Linked DNA regions of Pan troglodytes: region 2 is linked to region 1. Evidence: chromatin contacts called from public HiChIP or PLAC-seq data. All regions are on one chromosome and are shown on one strand. The core of a region is the stretch at or near the end of the contact, and the rest is flanking DNA. Distances in the headings are between cores, read along the strand shown.

Region 1 (3,168 bases), core at 584-3,083:
GTCTTTTTAATAGTTTAGACTTTTTAATAGTTTAGTATGTGCAAATCTTATTTTAATTCAAATATATTATCATTTTCTTAAAGTCTGGAACCACAACCCACAGTGGATTGTGTAGTAGATTGTGTCTCAAGTAAGTGTTTAATACTTATTGGATTGAACTGAGATTTGAGCTGGGTCCTAAAACTTTAAATGAATTACACCTTAATCCCCACTCACTAATCTGTTCAATAAGCATGTATCTGAGTACCTAAACCCTGTGCTAGGAGCTGAGGAGATTTCTTTTAACCTCTCAGTGCCTCTATATTTTGAGGTGTCTTTCTCTGAAAATTTCTTTCCAGCCTTTAAAACAACCCCAACTGTCTGACAGTTTGCTGAATTGCCTTGGACCCAAGATCCCTCGGCCGTTAATTCTGTGTAGATATTGTCCCTGTTTATCTTCTTCTATTTTTTTAGATCTGACTTTACTGAGTTACTGTTCATCTTACTGGTTCACCTGGCCTTAAATCTGTCTCTCTGTCTCTCTCTTTCTGTGTGTGTGCGTGTGCACATGTGTGTGTATGTTTAGGTCTCTTGTGTACTCGCTGTGGGGCTTAGCCTAGTTGTTGATACTCCCCTCCCTGATCACAGTCCAGTTAAGGCTGGCCTAAAGTGGCAAACCCCTTCCCCCTCCTTTCCTCTAGTCCAGAGTCCAAGATGTGGGTAGAAGTGTTCAGTCAGATAAAACTATCTGAGAATGCCAGTGTCTCCCAGGCCACCCACTTTCCTGGAGAATTTTGAGAATGTCTTTTGTCCCAGCCCCACATAGAGAAGAATCCTACCAGGCAATACCAAGGTACCAAGCAATCCTGTCTGTAGTAGTTTATTCTTCCTCCTCACTGACATTCCCAGGGGCTTTATGAAGGGTGGGGAGGGAGAAGGGGCAGTTTTGCTGTTTGGAGGGATGTCAGGGTCCTCTGAGGAAAGGTGGGACGTATGTCTGTGGGGCAGGAAGGCTGTGTGGGTTACTTTATCAAGTCTTAGCGTTGCTACTCTTTGTGTCTTTCTCTGAGTCAGTTAGTCTTCATTTCCACATCTGTTTTGGCTTCAGCCTCTCTCACCTGCCCTCTTCCATTACCCAACAGCCTGACTGCTAGCTAGTTCTTGCCATAGTGGCCCAAACTCATGCTGCTTTGTAGAGGTGGGAGGGGAGGAGATCATGGAAACAAGGGAAACCTCCTGCTGACACCTTCCTTTCCTTTCCCAGGCCTCCAGCCCCCACGCGCATGCTAGGCCTCCTTATCCGGGTCAGGACGAACCAGAGGAGGCCTACGGGGAGAAATAAGGAGACAGAGGGACAACGCATAGAGAGGAGCAACAGAGAGTTGGGGGCAGAGTCAGGGAGATGCGGGATGCGCCCTCGGGAGCAAGGTCGCCCAAGCCGTATAGGAGGGGAAGGGAGGACGGATCGCGCAGGCTCTGATAGCCCAGCCCAGCCCCGCGAGGCTCCCAGGTTTCCTGTCTGTTTCTCCTCCCAGCTCCTCTTCCTCTCTTGTGAAATTTCTCCCCAGAGCCTCTCCTGTGCCAGCCTGTCTCTGCTTCTGTATGTATTTCTTCCTCTGCCCGGTGTCGGCGACTGTCCGTGGGTCTCTCCATCTCGCGTCTGTCTCTGGTCTCCAGTTCAGCCTCCCGGCCTGGCCCTCTGGGTGGACGGTGCTCCTGGCGCCCCTCCCCGGGCAGCACTATTGGCGGAGAGGTGACGAGAAGGCGGTGTCTAGCCGCCCTCCGAGGGCGGGATTAGTCGCGGGGAACCAAAGGCGGGCAGGAGGTGGGCCCGGCTGGGAGGCGGGCGGGGCCACTGGGGCCGAGCCCAGAGCCCCGGGCGGTCGCATTGTTTTCCTCCGCGGATCCGCGGCTGGACTTGGACCCAGGGCTCTCCCGACAGCGCCCTGGAACCCAAATTCAAGCACCATCCAATTCGGACGCTCATCGCATCTCGCCTGAGCACAACCACGGATTGCGAACTCAGCGCAGCGCGTGGCCGCTGGCCGCCCGCGGCGATCTCGATCCCGCTGACCCGAATCCTGGAGCAAGTACCCCGGGCAGGGAAGGGGCTGCGGGGAGGCGGGGAGGGAGCAGGAGGGCGCGGCCGGCGGGGGGCAAGCTTCTGAAGCGCTAGGGGACCAGGGAGGGTGTCGGCGCCCGGTGTGCCTGGCTGACGGAGAGGGTCAACGAAATTGGGGTGCAGGGAGGAAGGAGGGACAGTGGCCGAGCCCCGTAACTGTACTGGTGAGAGCAGAGTCTGGGCACCTCGTTCAATTGGGCTTTCGTCGAGTCGCATCCCGCTGGACTGGGAAGCGCGAAAAGGGATTATTTAAGGCGCGCTCCATAGAGAGGGTGGAAAACCTGGCCCCTTGCTTTCCCAGCAAGGAAACTAGGGCTCCGAGACCCACGGAGAACTAGACCCTCCTGACGCCCCTGAAGGGATGGGAAGAGGGGCGCATCGTTCCGGACTTTGTGTCACGGGTGCTCCTCTGTCCTTGTGCAAGCCGGAATCTGAGCACCCTCTGAAGGGTTGGCTCGTGCAAAGAGGCGGCGAATGGGGCCCTCGAGCAACATCGGTCCCAGCGCCTATCTCCTTCCTTCAGCCCGCTCGGCCCGGGGCTTTGTTAGACTGAGGTCTCCCAAGGAGGACATCCGAGCTGGCAACTGCCTCCTGAGCCCACGGTCCCCACTGAGCGCCGGCCTCAGGCCCGCCCTCGTCGGTTCTCAGCCTCTGGCCCCGTTTCCCTGGCCTGGGAGACCCGCCTCCGCTCCCCAACCCCCGCTCCTATCCCCTCTCCGTCTGCGCCTGCAGGCCCCTCCAGCCCCTCCTCTCGCTAACGTGGCTCTGGGACCCGGTCCCGGCCCAGACTCTGCTACCGGCCCCTCCTCGGAGCCCCGGATCCGGTGAGGGGGAGACACGTCGAGCCCCTGGCCCTAGGCCCACCTCTTTTCGAGGCTTTAGACACCTGGATTGTCCTGGTTGGGGGTTGGGTGGGAAGGAGGGTAGGTGCTGAGTGTGGGGCTAAGAGCTAAGAGTGGGGGAAATGGCTTGGAGAAAGGAAAGCTCCGGTTCCACAGGCTCCTTGGCGCGACCCTGCTCCCTCTGAGGAAGGTGGACTGGGGCGGGCGACCAGCCCAAAGGCTTCC
Region 2 (2,950 bases), core at 59-2,558, 140 kb after region 1:
ACCTTCTCCCCAATTCAATATGAAGACAATTCATTTATTCCAGCAGCTGAGTCTGCAGCAGGAATTAAGTGACTTTCAGGATTTGTTAAAGACCAGAATCTGTCCCTCAGGGGAATTTGTAGAGTTTAAGATATCTAAAAAGGAAAGCTCAGCAAGCCGTCTATCTAGGTTTCTTCAGGGCAGTATAACTCAAAGTAGAGGGGCCGGGTGACCTCCTGGAGCCTGTCTCTGGTTAGCTTTTTGCTGCTAACTGGGGATAACAGCCTAATGCCTCATGACGGCTCAGCATGGCTGGGTGAGTCCAGCTGAGTCAGAGAGCACCAAAAATAAGCCACAAAGCATTGAGTAGTCATATTTATGGTTTTGATTCCAAACACACTTTGTGCTTATCCCTTCCAAGTGGAGAATTTTTATGTCATTTGTGTGCGTTAAGGCCAAAGGAGAAACCTGGAGGCAAAGGAATGCTGGTTGTGGGTCAACAAATATACCTGATGGATTTTGTATGTTTGGCTTAAAAACACTGACTTAAAGTAAAATACTGTGACTACTTCTAACCTAGAAATGAGTTCAGCCCGCCAGACAGAAACTGCCATTCGGAGGAAATAAAGCCGTGAGCACCGGTTCCCTCCACACCCCCGAGGTTCACCTGGAGGCCAGTGGGCCAAGCAAAGCCTTGGGTGCGGAGAACTCAAAGAGGGGCGGGGAGAAAAGAATAAACACACCTCGCGGGGCTAGGCTGGCGGCGGCACAGTCCTGGTTCTTTTGACGGAACTGACCAAGATGACAGCAAGCAGAGGCTCAAATGCAGGATTCAGACCCAAGACTTCTCCCCGCTCTCAGGCGGACCCCAAAGGCGGGGAGCCAAAAACCGGGAGACTGAACAAGCAGCATTCTCACGCTCCTAAACTGGCTTCTCGCTCCTCGCTCCTCATGCCCCAAAACTGATCAGGCCCCAACCCCCCTCCCCACAACTCAGTGTTCCCTCCACACGGACCGTCGAGGCTCCCCCAGATCCCACGTCTTCGTCCTTCCTGGACCCCGTGCTCCATTCCTTACAGTCACAGACAGGGATTCGTTACCTGCAGAGCAGCTCGACAACCCTGCAGGTAGTCCTCCATGATGAAGCCCAAAGTACGCCGTCGCCCCTGGTCGAGTAGAGGTGCCCCTGGTCGAGGAGAGGTTTCCCCGGCGAATGCAGCCCGCCCGGGACTCAGGGACTAGAGGCCAGAGTCAGGAGGCGGGACTCGAACCCGCCACACGGCGAATCGGCCTCCGACCCCGGGAGGAACTGCGTAAGCGGGCGCTCCGGAGTCCGGCGTCGCCCCGCCCCCAGCGGCGGAGGCGGGGCTCTACGCCCAGAGGCTCCTGGGACGTCTTTCCGGCGAGGCCAAGGGGGCGTGGCGTGGGGCGACGTGGGAAACGTAGTCCCTCAACTCCGCAATGACCCTAGCAACCGAGGGAAGGATCGTTTTCTGAGGGATCAGTCGTTTGGTAAACAAATGTGTATGTGTCACAGTAACCCATTATTGTGGCATCTGAACTTTCCCTCTCAGATCAGGCCAAGTATAACATCTTTACATATATCTCACCGAGCATCTGGTGACATTTTAAATGACACTTGGCAAAACAGATCATCTTCTTTCTAGAAATTCTGCCCTTTACCAAACTGACTCAATCGCCACCAATTTTGTGGTTGTTCATGTTAGGAGAACATTAGAATAATCTTTGACCCCTCTTGTGAACACCTACAGTCTCCTGCCAACTCCTGCTGCTTCTCCCTTTGCAACTCTGTAGCCTGTTTTTTTCTACAGCCTCGGCAAATATCTTCTTCCTTTCTTGGACGGTTGTAACCTTGGCTTTTTGCTCTCTGCCACCCTAATTGTTCCAATTGCTCTTTCAGCCTTTAGAGTTGCTTGAAATTTCATCCTGTGGCGGCCCTGTACATAGAGTTTAGGGAACCCTTCAGAATGTGGAGTTAGGTTCCAACCTCCCTTAACTGCCACTTTCCAGCCGCAGAGTAGTGCAGGTACTGCAAATAAATGGACACTCATCATCAAAAATTCCCTCATTTATTTATCTATCCCTTTATTTCCTACCGTCAGCCTCACACCAGCTTTTCCTGCTTCCCCAGCTGTAAATCGAGAGGAGGTGACTGATGAGAGACCTGCAGTGGAACCAAGATCCAGAGCACAGGGGTGTTGGATCTCCTGCCTGCTCTGCCAGTTCTTTTCTTCTTCTTCTTCTTCTTTTTGAGACGGAGTCTTGCTCCGTCTTCAGGCTGGAGTGCAGTGGCAGGATCTTGGCTCACTGCAACCTCCGCCTCCCGGGTTCAAGCGATTCTCCTGCCTCAGCCTCCCGAGTAGCTGGGACTACAGGCATGTGCCACCATGCCCTGCTAATTTTTGTATTTTTAGTAGAGATGGGGTTTCACTATGTTGGCCAGGTTGGTCTTGATCTCTTGACCTTGTGATCCGCCCGCCTTGGCTTCCCAAAGTGCTGGGATTACAGGCGTCAGCCATCGCGCCCAGAGCCTGGGGCTTCTACCACACCCTCTGCACTCTACCAGGTGCACAACCCAACCAGTTTCATTTCTAGACTTAAAATTATACAGCAAGGACTTGGAAAGGAGCTCTCTGGAGGGCTCCAGAGGGAAAAGAGCTGGGTTTGTTTGTTTGTTTGTTTTTAACATTAATTGAGTAATACATGCAAATATCGTGCTCTTTGGTCCTGCTTCTGTGGATCCAGGGCAAAGGACTGCCATACCCAGAGAGAGAGCCCAGATCCAACAAGCTGCTTCTGTCCAGCCCTGCTCCTCCCTACTTAGCAAGGGCACTTGCTCTTCCCTATTCTCACCAGAGAGGCACAAGCGCTCCGTCCCTTCTAGAGGCAGGCAGAGGGAAGAGAAAGGGTCTGTTGTTTTTCTCTCCTGTTTCTCGCTCCCTCTCTGCTG

What was found. HiChIP or PLAC-seq counts read pairs in DNA pulled down with a chosen protein or histone mark.
Region 2: an H3K4me3 HiChIP or PLAC-seq map of stem cell-derived excitatory neurons shows a contact between it and region 1, with 2.5 times the contacts expected there. The contact joins the promoter of MINDY1 here to the promoter of SEMA6C in region 1. A contact is called at or near these places in 1 of 7 Hi-C or Micro-C datasets (stem cell-derived neural progenitor cells) and 1 of 1 datasets of contacts at active chromatin or transcription factors (stem cell-derived excitatory neurons).

The regions. Positions count from the first base shown.
Region 1 is chr1:98,067,487-98,070,654 of NHGRI_mPanTro3-v2.0_pri, forward strand. It overlaps SEMA6C (semaphorin 6C), which reads left to right and starts at 1,834. Exons shown (of 19, transcript XM_063813718.1): 1 at 1,834-2,069. LYSMD1 (LysM domain containing 1) reads left to right here. Exons shown (of 4, transcript XR_001709395.4): 4 at 1,548-1,618.
Region 2 is chr1:98,205,558-98,208,507 of NHGRI_mPanTro3-v2.0_pri, forward strand. It overlaps MINDY1 (MINDY lysine 48 deubiquitinase 1), which reads left to right and starts at 1,309. Exons shown (of 10, transcript XM_016926769.2): 1 at 1,309-1,503. The coding sequence starts at 1,500. It overlaps PRUNE1 (prune exopolyphosphatase 1), which reads right to left and starts at 1,350. Exons shown (of 8, transcript NM_001280211.1): 1 at 1,080-1,350. The coding sequence starts at 1,118.